Linked DNA regions of Sus scrofa: region 2 is linked to region 1. A link is a contact called in public Hi-C data. All regions are on one chromosome and are shown on one strand. The core of a region is the stretch at or near the end of the contact, and the rest is flanking DNA. Distances in the headings are between cores, read along the strand shown. Region 1 overlaps MVB12B (multivesicular body subunit 12B). Region 2 overlaps MVB12B (multivesicular body subunit 12B).

The links. A called contact is a pair of places that touch in the nucleus more often than the background predicts.
Region 2: a contact with region 1 is called in a Hi-C map of embryonic fibroblasts, with 2.4 times the contacts expected there. The contact joins two enhancer-like sites. A contact is called at or near these places in 10 of 47 Hi-C or Micro-C datasets (brain, embryonic fibroblasts, epiblast stem cells and 4 more) and 1 of 2 datasets of contacts at active chromatin or transcription factors (skeletal muscle).

The regions. Positions count from the first base shown.
Region 1 is chr1:267,002,581-267,009,778 of Sscrofa11.1, reverse strand. The region is part of intron 6 of MVB12B (multivesicular body subunit 12B); the gene reads right to left. Among named protein-coding and RNA genes, the nearest start is that of MVB12B, 73 kb to the right of the region's middle. Within about 2 kb of position 2,483, at least 5 of the 83 cell types and tissues checked have an H3K27ac peak or open chromatin away from gene starts, as enhancers often do. A contact at or near this core is called in embryonic fibroblasts, where this site is marked.
Region 2 is chr1:267,077,370-267,084,567 of Sscrofa11.1, reverse strand. MVB12B (multivesicular body subunit 12B) reads right to left here. Exons shown (of 10, transcript XM_021068965.1): 8 at 4,847-4,902; 9 at 2,194-2,253. Among named protein-coding and RNA genes, the nearest start is that of LMX1B, 130 kb to the left of the region's middle. Within about 2 kb of position 3,652, at least 41 of the 83 cell types and tissues checked have an H3K27ac peak or open chromatin away from gene starts, as enhancers often do. A contact at or near this core is called in embryonic fibroblasts, where this site is marked.

The sequences.
Region 1 (7,198 bases), core at 1,234-3,733:
TGGAGGGGGGACCTGAGCTCCAATCCCGGCCCCTCTAAATGCCCTCACTCTGCTCTCAGGCAAATCACCGTCTTTCTAAATTTCCGGTTTCTCATTTCTTAAAATGACGACACGATTACTCATCTCACTATATGGCTGTAAAGATGAAAACAATACCTATGAAGTATTTACACAAGGCCTGGCACAAAATGCTCGAAAAACTCTAACTATGAAATCATAACGATGATAGTGATAATTGTACTCATTCTGATAATTATTAATATTATTATTCAACTGGAAACCAAACATCTGCTTGCTGCTCAAGAAGGGGTTTAAGTTGAATGCTACCCTACCCACGGGCAAAAGCCCCACCCACATAAATCCTAAAGGCCTTTGAAAATCAGTTACAGCAAGCAAAGGATTTTATTAAACATCCAAATTAATAATTGAAACCCTGCCTTGAAATAGAACAGCAGCGGGGGTGCGGGTGGGGGTGGGAGCGGGGGCAGTAAAATCCTAGGAAATTTCGCTTAACACTCATTTTTACTTTGTTTGGCGGCTAGATTTACACTGAGAGACCCAGGTGAAATATTCCGTAGAGCTACCTGCAAATAGACTGTCAGCTTCCACTCTGATAAAAGGTAAAATATCCTTCTCTAAATGGTCTGGTTCACAGAACCGACCCTAAAGTGAACTGATAAATCTGTTCTGACACATGGAAAACTATTTTCATAATCCTGAAAAAGGCCTCTCTCCAAACCCCGGAGCTCACACCCACTGTGCAAAGAGGCCTCGCATACGTGCACACTGGGCCCGGGAGGGGGTCTCATCACATTTACAACCCTGCTTTCTGGGACAACAAGAAGCACACATAACCACCAAGAGAAATAAGACACAAAGCCACAGAAATTACAAAGATAACACATTTACAAGCAGCAAATACTTTGTCGAAAGTCTGATGTGTGAGAGTGAGAGCAGAGAAGGCCCGCTCAGAGGTGGAAGCTCTATTGACTACTAGTCAATTCTTCATTCAAGAGAAGCTCCGACTTCCCAAGAAGCCGTATTAAAAATTAATATCTAAAAGTGTAGCAGGCAGCCTAAACTCATCATTCATAGCTAACAATACCAAACTACATTCTAATGAAATTTCACCTTCAAAATCACGCTGACACCAAAACGACGTTGGATGCTCTTGCAAAGGCAGTGGCCACTTTGTGACACAGGCATTTTTAAGATATTCAAATGACCCAGCTCTGCAGGTCTCTTTCACACTCCTCTCATAATCACCAGAATAAATCAAACCGCTTGTAAGCCTGCTTAATCACGGGCTTTGAAGCCGTTTGAGGGGACCCTCTGAGGTATGGCCCCCACATGTTCTCCTCAGGCATCAACCACAGCTCAAGTGGACTGGCCCCCAGCCAGCGTTCACAAGTCTCCCCGAGAGGGTGTGAACGCAAGGCGCCGCTCCCCCCCCCCCCGCCGCCCCCAAAGCTGCAGGCTCTGGGAGGGGGCCTGGAGAAGCTGTGTGGGAAGACAGCCGGGACCCCGGACTCCCCTCCCACCCCCTGCTGGCCCTTCGAGGCACCTGCCCTGCTCCCCAGTGCGTCTATGCCCTGCTCAGGGACGGTCTGCAAGCCAAATTCTGATACCGAGGAGCTGTGTAACCTTGGGAAAGGAATCTAACCCTCCTGATCTCAGCCTCCTCATCTTAGAAAGGAGGGAAAAACAGTACTGAACTCACAGAGCTGTTACTGGGATTAAACGAGTTCTTATTTGTAGAGCACATGCACAGCGCCTGACAGCCAGCGAATGCAATATAAGCCTTGGTGGGTTGGACGGATGGACGGATGGATAGAGGGAAGGAGAGATGCATGAATGTATGAGACCTGCTCCCTTGTGTCTAGACCAGCTCACATCACACTCCAATAAACATTTTCTGAGTGCCGCCATGCGCCAGGCACCTGGAGTTCAAAGGTCCCTACCACTGGGGAGCCACAGATTTTTCACAGAACACTGACTGTAGCCAATGAGATGGCACAGCTGAAAGTATGTGCTAAATTTTGATACACAGTGATTCAATATTATCATCGTTATTTCTGTGACTAGCCTTTTCGGAGGCTTTAAAGGAGAAAAAGGTAACATGAGAATCCCTGTCATCAATAAGCTAGCAAATCTAGTCATAAGATCAAATACAAATACACACGGCAGTGACAGGGAAACGTGAAATGCCAAACTGCACGGTGCAGGCGACTAGAGGAGACGAAGGCGGAAAATGACAGGGCCGGGCTCTCTAGAAGAGGCGAGGGGGGAGGCCAGGTCTGCAGGGCGGGCAGGACCAAGCCTCAGCATTCTCAAGTCCAGTCTGCCTCTGTCAGGAGGGCAGGGGCTGGCACACCAGGGGAGGCACACAGCAACTGCCAGAGATGGATCTGGAATGAGGACCATGTGCCTGGGAGCCAAGAGGAGACCGACTCACACAAGAGGATGTGGGAAGCAGGTCAGGTTACAGGAAGCTGGTGAAAGCTCTGGACAGAAAAAAAAAATAACACGTGCTTGTGTGAAAACCCCTACAGCATCTGCCAGGGAACCTAGGGCTTTAACGCTCCAGGCGAAGAGTGTAAGCGTGGGCCACTGAAACGAAATGATACAGGGCCCCAGGAAGCCCAACCTCTAACCTAAGTCCGATCTCGTGTGCAGCTCTGGTTCCTCCTCAGCATTCTTCAGAGACACCCTGGCTGGTACCTCTGGTTGGAGTGGGTGGAGGGCACCCCGAGCAGTGAGGCCGATTCCCTCCAAAGCACGGTGCACACGCTCCTGCTCCCTGCGCTGGACCACAAAGCTGTGTCTTCAAAGGAGGGACACACCAAGGAGGAGGATGAAAGTGTGTGTCCTGTCCTCAGAGCTTAACACAAATGTCTGTGGGTTTTGAGTGAACAAAAAGAAGACTAATTCTTCCAAGTAAAGCCAGACCCACAGTTGTGCCTGGACAGAGGGGCAAGGGTCTGAGCACCCCCCCGCCCCGAGAACAGCAAGACCTGAGCTTTCCCTGGCTCATGTAGCCCCCAACCATCTCTTGCTACTGTGGAAGTGGAGCTCAAAACCCATGGCATAAACTGTTTACTGTTGGGGGGGGGAGGAAAAGAGTTACTGGAATCAGCCCTGGGCCTTGCCGTCTAATCTTACCTTGATGTAGGACACGTTATCACCCTTCTCATAAATGACAGATCTTTATTAAACAAGAGCGTTCAGCCCTAAAATAAATTCCCTCCAATCCTCTGGGCTGAGCCTTCTCCTAGTAAACCTATGAAAGAGGAGTAACTGCCCCCACCCCAGAGGCAGGTAGTCAGGGGACAGACACCTTGGCAGCAAAGGGAAAACAGCCTCCCCGGTCTGGGCAAGCCTGGCCTCCCGTTCAGGTCCTGCCACAACAGGGCAGGTGACAGATATCACCTGTGTCACCTGTGGTGCCAAGGCCATCTTATAACCCAGTGCTGACAAGGCAGCCCGAGGATTTGCGGCTGTCAGCTCAGACAACAGGACTGCAGCCGGTGAGTCCCCGCTCCCGGCTTGTTCTGCGGGTGGATCAAGCAGCACGGTTGATCCTTCATCCGCAGAAGGTGGGGTCAGGGGGGCTGGGACGAGGGACGTGGTGGGGACGAGCCTGGGCGTGCATGGCCTGAATACCAGATCACCGTGGTGGCAGGGTGTTTTCTCTCCTGTACGAAGAGCCATTAACCTTTTAGATGACAGCCCTGGGACCGGAGTGACGGAACGATTTTTGAGGTCAGCGAGGATCTATGTTCTCAAAACCTGACACCGACATGCAAAAGTTGTGACTGAATCCTGGTGTCCCTGAGAGGAAGACTAAATGCATGTGACAGATCATCTGCAATCAAAATGCCCCATTTCCCAGAGTATCTGTCACAGATTGATAACATCCATGCAAAAAGTTAAGTACAATTATGTCTGTCACTAGGAAACATACTTCGGAACCTGTGACTGACAACTTGCTAGGAGCTGACACGTCACCGAAAGATTACTGCAACAACTCGGAGCAGCACCGCACGCCTTATAAGGGAAGCTCGGCCCCAACTGACTCCGGGGAGAGGCTCCTGGGAGTCGGTGCCTCGAGGGCAGAGGCTGTAGGCAGGGCTCCAGCACCAGGAAAGGCTCTGGGAGGGAAGAGGACTCTTTCTCCCAGGGGTTACGGGGACAGTGTCAGTGGAGGGTCACAGGATGAGCCCACGGCCCGAAGTCCGGGGAGCAGACTTCTGGCGGCAGTTTCTCAAGGACCGCGGTGTGCAAGCCTCAGCACCCCGGGGGGGCAGGTGGGGCAGAGCCGAGCCCCTGCAGCCACAGGGTCCACCCTGGCTCATGTCCGCAGAGCTGGGAAATGCCCCGCAAATCCCAGCGCTCTAGAGCTCCAATGACTTATTTCAGCTGGACTCTGAAAGGGACCAAAAAATACGCGCAGTTCAGCTCCTTGCGTGCCCACACTGGGATGGAGATGCGGGGCAGCAGCACCGCCCAGGGGCCTCGGTGCCCTCCATCCCGGGCAGGGCGCCACGGCAGCCACCCCGCAGGCCTCCAAGCTCTGTCCCCACACTGGCGCTGGTGAGCAGAAGCTGCACGGCTCCAAGTCAGAGCGGGAGGAAGCACTGAAAAGGTGGTGAGCAGGCCCAGGCGACAGACCCCCCGGAGCTCCCTGGAGTCACTGTGGCAAGGAATCTGTGGCCCTATCATGCGGCTCTGCTGAACCTGGATTTCTGGGGGTGGAGACGGGGAATATGGTACATTTCTCATAAAGCTTAAGAAGAACCACTGAAGGTCTGACTCCTGCCAGCAGTTGCATGCACGCGACCTCTCAGGTCATCTTCACTGCCAAGGGGATTTTTACTCTTGGGAAGCTCTCTTTATTAACTTTTTTTTTCTTTTTTTTTTAAATGTTAAGCCCAAGCCTAACTCCTTGTAACTTCAGCCCACTGGATCTAATTTTCCCAATGCCCCACCCCACCTGGAAACACTTCTACCTCCCCTTCCACACCCTGGCCATTTAGACACCTGAAGCCCGCTGCCGCATCGCTACTGAGAGCAAAACTCAGTGATTCCTCACACTCGAGTTCAATGCTTGATTCAGGCAGCTTTTACCAGGGGGTGCATGGCGGTGGACATGACCCTCCTGCTGCACGCGACAGGTGCAGGCTGTGCCCCACTGTGAACTCCAGGCTGCATCCATGTAACCCAAGCTCGTGCCCGGCCCTATCACTTCACACGAACTGCTGCTAAGCCAGGTTGCCTCACTCTGCTTCCCGTGCATTGATTTTTGAACCTCGTGGTGGGGGGGGGGGGGGTGCCGTCTGTTTTCGCCCATCACCTTTCATCTCCTGCTTGCAGTCGGGTGTCCCTGCTGCAGAGGAGATGTGGAGTATTGATTCTGTCACTCAGCACATCAGCTCTCCCTAATGACTCTGTGTCATCTGCAAATTTGATAAGCATGCCTCTGATGTCTTTATCAAGCCACCGGTTCCACTGTTCAGCAAGCCGGGGGCAGCAGTCCACCAGGGCCCCTCATTCAACAACGCTCCAGGGCTACTGGGGCTCCAGCAAATGCACGTCCACTTGCCTCGCCGAGCTTTGCCAAACCTTGGTACCGGCAGCAGCAGAACCTTCTGTTTCCAGCAGAATCAGAGTGAGAGCCAGCATATGACAGAGGAGTGGGGCTGCCCTGACTGAAACAGGAAGGGGCCTCCTCTAGGTGCACCTGCCCCAAGGCAGCAGCACAGAGGAGAATCAGAGGAGCCCAGACCCAGGGACCCTGACGTTTGCCTATACACACCCGCCCGGAAGAGACATGGGAGCGTGGGATCACACCTGAGGCCCAAGGCCAGGCCCATCCTGAGGACCAGCGTGCGTGAGGAGATGCGCAGAGGAAGAAGCTGCACTGGCGCCCAGAGAGAAAACGGAGGCACCCAGCCCCCAGAAGTGGCATGCCCTCTTCACGTGGACACTGTCAAGATTCCACAAATGAGGCACAGGTGTGTGTGTGTGAGAGAGAAAGAGAGAGAGAGAGAGAGAGAGGGAGAGAGAGAGAGAGAGAGAGAGAGAGAGAGAGAGAGAGAGAGAGAGGGGGAGAGAGAGAGAACCATCCACTGGATGAGGAAGAGGAGCTCTGCCAACCCATCTTATTCTGCCTTTTGCCATGAACTTCAAACACCGTGTCCAATTCACAGGATGTGGCCAAGGGGCCTGCCCATCCTGAAAGGACCACTCTGAATCTGGCCCTGGGACCGGCAGTCTCTGCAACAACAGGGAAGAGAAAGACAGGAAGGGCTCATTCCGAGGGGTGGTGACTGCTCTGGAAAGAGAAGGTGGTTCTCTAGGACGTGAGGTCCTCAGGTGATGACCCACCGTCTCTGAAAAGCTCCACCAACTGCCCCTTTTAGCTGAAAAAAGCTGGGGATGACAGCTCTCAAAAAAAATGGCAGAAATTCTTTGAACCAAAGAAATGGGGGCAGAGCATGTTTTATAGCTTTTGAGACAGAAGCTCAAGCTCAGGAACGCAACAAGGTCTGCTACTGGCCCTCCCTGGCTCTCTTCTGCTCCCCCCAGGGACTGGCTGGGGAACCGGCCTGCCCGTCTTCCCAGCCTCCCCCAACTTTGGTCAGTAGAGGGCGCCGCATCACCACACTCTCACTCCAGCCTTGGCTTTGCAACTTGATCCCCACGTCCACACAAAGACCACAGTTGAAGTATTTCTTATGCTTGTGGTTTAATATTACAGGAGAAAGAAGCAGCAAAACACAAACTTGCTTTTTTATGATGTGATATCACCTATGTAAAAAGCACACAGAAAAATGACTTGAAGGAAATACAGCCAAAGGTTATGAGCCTTCGGAGATGGAATTTGGTGTTTTCATTGTTACTGAAATTGTCGGTTTTCTCCAAGCTTGCTTTCCTCTCACAATCAGAAAAAGCTGAGGAGTCAGGGACTCAGCAGTTGTCTGGGGGCGGGGATGAGGAGGCTGCAGCACAGGGTCTGAGGCTGCTGGAGAAGCATTTGCTGCAAAACAGAATATATGCCTGCATCTGTGCTGAGCTCTGGGAGGTAACACGCACTGGACACAGTCCCTGCCTTCAGGGAGTGTAGGACATGATCGCAAAGTGAAGTTGCAAAGGCTGAGAGCACTCCACAGGGCGGCGGGGGGAGCCTGGCACAGGC
Region 2 (7,198 bases), core at 2,403-4,902, 74 kb before region 1:
TCCTTAACCCACTGAGCAAGGCCAGGGACCGAACCCACAACCTCATGGTTCCTAGTTGGATTCGTTAACCACTGCACCAAGACGGGAACTCCCAGACATGTGTTTTTAACCCATCACTGAAAACACAGAAGCCAGCCAGGCTTGGTCACCACCCGCGAGAGGGCAGCGCTCAGGCTGCAGTGGGACAGGCTGACACTGGCTCTGCTTCCCGTGGACCAGAACAGTGGGAACCATGACCATGGCCATGACAGCAGCCGTGATAACGGGCCAGCAGTAGCCCTGCCTGGCAGGTGCTGTTCTAAGCCGTTCCCGTGACTGTCTCAGTCCAACCATCAATGCTACAGGATGTTTTAACGACTGCTTTGACTTTACAGAGAGGACACTGAGGCACAGAGAGGTTAAGAGGAAGAGCTGAGGCTCTGCGCAGAGCGCCTGACACCAAGGCGACGTATTTCAACCAGACACATTTTCAGCCCTTCAGTGGGGAAGAGAATTAAGAGAATTGAAGGTGGCTCTACACAGGGGCTCTCTCCTATGTCATGAAGGCCCAGTGGGGGTCAGAACTCAGGTGAGGGGCCTCCCGGTACTGGTGCTCAGACCAGCGCCTGGGGGCAGGGAGCTACCGGAGGGCATGTGGGGTACAACACGCCGGGTAGCGATCTTGGGCAAATTTCTTCACGTCTCAGCCTCAATCCCTGCCCCACCAAATGGGGAGGAACGATGCCCCCTGGTCAGCGTGGGGTGAGAATCAGCGATGATGAAGCTGATGTCAAGCCCAGGCCCAGAGCCGAGCGCGTAGCAGGTGCTTAATAAACGGGGCTATGGACGGTTTCAGCCTGGGAGGGTGGGAGGTGAGAAGGGGTGACTCTCTCACGGCTGCCCTGTCTCTGGCACTCACACCACCGCCACAGCCATGGGTGCTTGCCGTCTGCGGCTCTGTGCTCATCTGTCCATTTCGTAGTCACAGGATAGGTTCCACTGTAACCCCAGCTTTAAGCGGGGGAGGGGGGTGACCCACCCCTCAAGTCCACGTGACCATGTTCATCCTGAAAGGTCACAGGTCGTGCCCCCGCTTCACTGCCCGCAGCCGGAGCAGGCCCTGCCAAGGCCTTCCCTGCACACTCGCTGGTGCCTCCCCACCCGGGAGCCCCACGCGAAGGCGGTCCGGGAGCAGGGCGGCCACGAGCCGTCCCGGCCACCTTCCTTCTGAGCAGGGCTGATGCGAACTCCGTGCACATGCACATGTCTGAGGTGGTGCCCAGACTTTTCCCCCTCAGTTTACTCACTCCCCCAAATCTACAGATGACAGTCAGGTTGGTTTTCATGATTTACTGAAAAGTCAAAGACAAAGGGGGACTTTTTTGTCTTGTTTTTGCTATGACAGGTCTAGAAATTTGTTGTACTACATTGATTCAATTTTGCTTGATTTCAGCCATCTTTCAATAATGCAACCGGCTTCTGCTGGCTGGGTATACAGGAGAAAACCCAGAGGAACTGAGAATATTGAAATGGTTCTACCATTTCCATCTTTGAGACAAATGTGCCTCTCAGAGGAGAGCTGGCTGCAAGCATGTGACGGCTTAACAACCGTCTATACATAAAAGACGACACACACGCTAACGCTGTCTTATGAAAGCGGGGAAAACACTGCCGATCTGACCTCCAGTTTGATTCCATTATTTCAACTCTCTTTCTTCCGAGTTGTCACATGCACTTCAATCTTGGATTTCTTTCTTTTTTATTAGGAAAACATCCAAACTCTTTCGAGCCAGGCTGCCAGTGGGGTTTGCCTTATCAAGCGCAGCAGAATGTGTCCTGATCCTGTCTCTAAGTCATGAAGCAGCTCGGACATTTTCCCAAACCCGCCTGGTGGCAAATAATAAAACAGAAGGAGGAAAAGCCAAGTCTGTGCCCACCTCTGCCCCCTACCTTCCCGAAGATGAGATATTTTCTTAAAAAAAGAAGCAGAACGGATTGTTCTGTCATGTAAAACCTTCTGACTTATTACTTGAAGTCATAAACACATTAAAAGTGAGTTTCTTTTCTAAGAAATAAATTTGAGGGCAATGAAAGTGCCTTTCTCCGAGGATCACCCCACACCCAGGACCCTCCTGTTCCTGGAACAGACCCCCAACAGGGCTGAGCGTGCACTGGCCAGACCCCGCCTGCCCCCACCCTGGGCAGCTTGCTCACCTCTTTTTCAATTTCTGCCAGAGATTTGATGGTGATTCCCAAGAGATCAAAGGGCTGCATCTGAAAATACAAATCAAGTCGTCCTTTTAAACGGGTGGAAAATGCTGCCCCACATTTGCTTTTATTTACAATACTTGTGACACTTCAAAAACTTTATGTGATGTAGCGTTTTCTCCACCCCTTTCCCAAGGAAACCATCAGTATGACTCCGCAGTGTTGAGTGAGGGTAAATGGACCAGTAACAGCAGCAGACTCAGAAAACCTAGCTGTCACCGGGGGTCCCTTTTGGCGGGGACCCCTGCTTGGGCACTAGCCTATAGCACCCAGGAGGGTCACGGCTCTCCTGAAAGACCTTGTCACCAATAACTTCTGACTCTCTGCTCTTCCTGCAGCCCTGGGGACAGAGATAGCCAAGGCTTCACCACACCCCTGATGCCACATCTACGTGCTGGGTCAGGGCTCAGAAACTCCAGGAGGCCGGCAGCCAGCCTCTTGCCTGGGACTCCTTGGCATCAGGGAAGGAGCTGGAGGGAATTCCAGGTCTTTGAAAATGCCAAGTGAATGAAATAACTGCCCATCAATTATCATTTGAGAAGTCACTGGTGGTGGAAAATGACAACATTGCATTGTAATGGGTATTTCTATAACTTTGGGCAGGTGAGCAAGCTGCCCAGCCCAAGCGGTTTCTATAACTTTTTCTATTTCTTTGAAAATTCTGGCTTTTCAACAGACACGAAAAATCAAATACACTCAGCAACAAGAATCAGCTGGAGGCCCAGAAAAGCCTAGGCTGAAATGCACGATGAGGTGCAGAGGCAACCCTGTCTCTGAGGTCTCCGTCTGAGTCCCCTCTGGGACCATCTCATTAGCTGTCTGTATTCCCAAGAGGGCATCCAGCCCGGCCTCCTGCAGCCCAGGCCAGCAGCTGGCAGCAGGGGACGGCAGGAGAAATCTGAGTCTCTGACAAAACCTGGGGCCGTCAAGTTCTGAACCGCAGTGCAGAGGCGGGGGCAGAGCTGGAGCCTGAGCCGGGCCGGGCGGTGGGGGTGGGGGGGGTAGAAAAGAGGCCCAAGGACCCGGATGCTAAGTGGGCTCAGGGCCTCCTCCCCATGCAGCAGCAGGTCAATCACTTCTTCTCCAGTTACAAAGCAGCTCGGGCAGGCGGGCCCTCCTGGCCGGGCTGCCGAGAGATTAAAGAGGGACGTGCAGGGGAGCGCTCGGCACTGGGCCTGGCCCGCGTCCGCCTGCCTTGAGTGCTTGCTGAGTCGGCAGAGCCAGGCAGCCGCGTTCGTTGGTTCGTGAGGGCAATCTTGGGATGGGGCCACCGAATTAGGCGCTCAGCCCCTGGGGCTGCTCTGCCAGGAGCCACAAAACAGTTTGGCTTTCTCCTGCTGCCAGCCCGAGTAGCGTGAGCACAGGGCCGCCTGCCCGGCTGCCCGGATCCAGCAGAGGTCCAGCTGTTGTATCATTAGGCTCTAACTGCCCCACTAAACTTTCCCGATTGGAGCCGGTGCGCAGGACAGAACAGCCTCTCCGAGGGAGCGGGTGGGAGAGGTGCCAGCGTCTCCATGGCAACGCGGCCAAGTGGAGTCGACTGAAGTTACTCATGCTCCGCGTGTCACGTCAGGAGCGTTTTTCAAGATTAAGCTGCTTACCAGAAGGGTTCAGAGGAGGCCTATTATATTTCATGAAAATGGAAACTCCAGCGCAGGTCAAATCGCGAGCTGGGTGGTTTTAAGCTGGATCCAAGAAAAACACTGAAGGATTCTTTAGCTGGTGCCCAAACGAGGGCCTTCATGTTTATTAGCTACTCAAAGCAAACTTCTGCAGAAAGGGTTTAAAAACCCCCAGATACAAGTCTACTGAGCCGGCGTGGACCAGGCCTGCACAGCTGAGGGAGGGCCCCTGCCATCCTGGGGCGGGCACAAGAGTGCCAGACGGGGCGCCCCACAGCTGTGTGTGGTGGTTGCAATCCGCTCAAGATCTGGGTTCCGGCCTTTAGGTCCAGCTAGCTCACATGGTCACTGTCACCAGAGATGGCTCGGGGCTCCCACCTGGCCTCGGTTTGCTCACGTGCACCCTGGGGTCGGGGCTGGCCTGCAGTGGGTGGGAGACCCACAGCTGCTGGGCAACCTGCACTAGCAGGCCCAGCCCCACCAAGGAACGCCTGCGGTTTCGAGCAGAGGACGTGGTTACTATGGAATGCAGCACTGACAACGGGAAAGGGGCATAGCTTTCTTTCTGCTGGGCACTGTCATTGTTAAATAAAAAAATAACAGAAATTAGTAAGACAACTTGGAAACAAGAACCCTTACAGCCAGTGAATTTCAGTGCCATTTACAACACGTGAGATGAACAGGCTGCGCTGCGGCTGCGGCCAGTGTGTGTGCTGGTCCGTCTCACTCCTTCCCCACCCTCATCCCTTCTTTCCTTTCACCTCTCAAGCACCTACTATGTGCAACGTTAGCTGAAGGGGCCCAGGAAGCAACATGGCCCACTCCCAGCTCAGGCTGGGGTGGGGAGTCGAACACGAGGGCAGCCGTGATTCGAGCAGGGGGAGGGGCAGGGAGAGGGGGCTGCCCGCACAGTGCTGCACGCTGAGCAGAGCGCCCAGCTGGGGTGGCAGAAGGCGGGGGGCATGTATGAAACTTACACTTTCTGGAACACAGGAAAACTTCTCTGAAATCATAAAAGGCACACCATCCATTGCTGCAAAAGGAGAAAAAAAGAGAGGAAATGGCATTATAGACACGGCTGACGTTCAGGAATGTGAGATACTGACACAGACGTACGCACTGGTCACGGCCCCCGGGTGAGCGGGGCCTCGGCTGATGCGTGCCCGGTACCAGCCCTGCTCCCCGCCACACACCCGGTGAGGGAGGCAGACACCACGCAGAGGCAGAGACAAGAGCTGTCAGAGCAGGTAGGGTCCAGCAGCAGGACAGGGATGCACGAGGGCTGAGGGGGTCAAGGGCATCCAGGTAGGAGGTGAGCAGTGAGGTGTTGGCAAGACAGTCTCTCTGTTGAGGCTGGAATCACAACCCGGCTGTTGGGCCCATGGGGAAGGTCCAGATTGGAGGCAAGAGTGGTTCTGGAGTCAGACAGACTGGGTTAGGACCCCGGCCACGGCTTTGGGTGCCCGGGCTTACATGTGGAGTAGGTGTGAGCCGCATGCGTGGTGCCCAGAGGGGGCCCAGGTGCTCAGCAGGCAGGGCTGCACGGCCCCCAGCGCTGGCTCCTGGTCTTGGGCCCAGTGTCACAGGCTGAATGAAGGCTCACCTATCTGCTGGTTTTAACAGGGCACAGAGTAGGTGGGGGAGATGGGTCCCTAGCACAGAAAAACAGGGAGAAGGGGTCAGTGGTTCAGGTTCTTCTGCAGCCCTGCACACCCACCAGTCCCGGGTCATTGCTGTCAAATCGCGGCCTGGGGATTCCCGTTGTGGCATAGCGGTTAACGAATCCAACTAGGAACCATGAGGTTGCGGGTTCGATCCCTGGCCTCACTCAGTGGGTTAAGGATCCGGTGCTGCCGTGAGCTGTGGTGTAGGTCACAGACGCGGCTCGGATCCCATGTAGCTGTGGCTGTGACGTAGGCCGGCAGCTACAGCTCTGATGAGACCCCTAGCCTGGGAACCTCCATATGCTGCGGGGAATGGTCCCAGAAAAGGCAAAAAGACAAAAAAAAAAAAAATTTGCAGCCTGGAGCCACATGTCATCTCTCAGGATGAACAGAATAAACATTAGCGGCAACCTGGCACCTGGAAGAAGAGGTTGCACAGGACAGAGCATGACTGGGCAGCTGGGTGGGTTGTGGAGATGGCAAAGGGTGCTCCTGGGCCCGGCGCTCTACCCGGCCTAAGCAGAGGCCAAACGTGGCCTCCCTGGTCCCAGCCACTGGCACGGCCTGGTGGCCTCATGCCACAGGTCACGGTTTTCTGGTAACCTGTGGTTACAGGAAGAAATGGAGTGATCAGTTCCCTGCCGCTTCCCCAAACATCGAAAATCGGCCTCTGGCACACATGTGGTGGATAATTTTTTTTTTTTTTTTTTCCAGTCCAAAGAGATAAAAGAGTCACAGACACAGAAAGGAGAAAAGGAAAGAAGAGAAAGTAAGAAATCTGGGGCAGATCCTCTCTGATCAGTAAGATGAGCCAAATGTCTCATTTTATGTTCATAATTTCTGGGAAGAAAAAAATGAAACTTCTCGGGCAAGTCTGAAGACAAAGAAGTAGCACAGCTGGCCCCAGCTGCTGCGCTGGAAGCCTCCCTCCCGCTTGGGAAGGCTGCTTGGCCACTGGGCTCGGACAGAGACGTCCGTGGTCAGAGCCTTCGCATCACGGAGGCCCCTGCGACCTGCCCTCACTGCCTGGAAGGGACCAGCTAAGCCCTGGGGACAGTGGGATACTTCCCCAGAGAGCAGAGGGGACACCCACAGTAAACTCACACAGCACATCACATGTGCAACGACTCCACACGCTCCTTTACAGGTAGGAAAAACCAGCTGTGAAAGACCACGATGCCTTCTAGGAGGGCAGGACCAGGCCCACCTGGGGCCCAAGAGGCCAAGCGCCCCTCCCAGCAGCTGCCACCGTCCACCCAATGTGGCCCTGACTTGTGACCCTGGCACCCTTCCCGACGTCACAGAGGCAGGCAGGCACACAGCACCCACGGCATCTCGGATCAATCGCAGAGTGGGGGCTGGCGCCACACAGGCGGCAAGGGGGTGGCCAGTCCTCGGCCCTTCCGTGAGATACACCTGTGATCTCTGAGACCACACCTGCGTCTTCCACACCAGGGCCTCTCACGGCTCCGACACCACCACGCCCTCCCCGAGCATCTAGCTGCCCTTCTATGACTCCTTTTCATCAGACCTACTGGCCAGGAGGTGGGCGTGCGCACAAACAGCCCCCACACTGCCTTCTGGAACCGGCTCCTTCCCGGCCCCCCTGCTCTCCATCACGGCACTGCCCTCCTGGCTGCCCAAGTCAGGCAGCCACGGCCCACT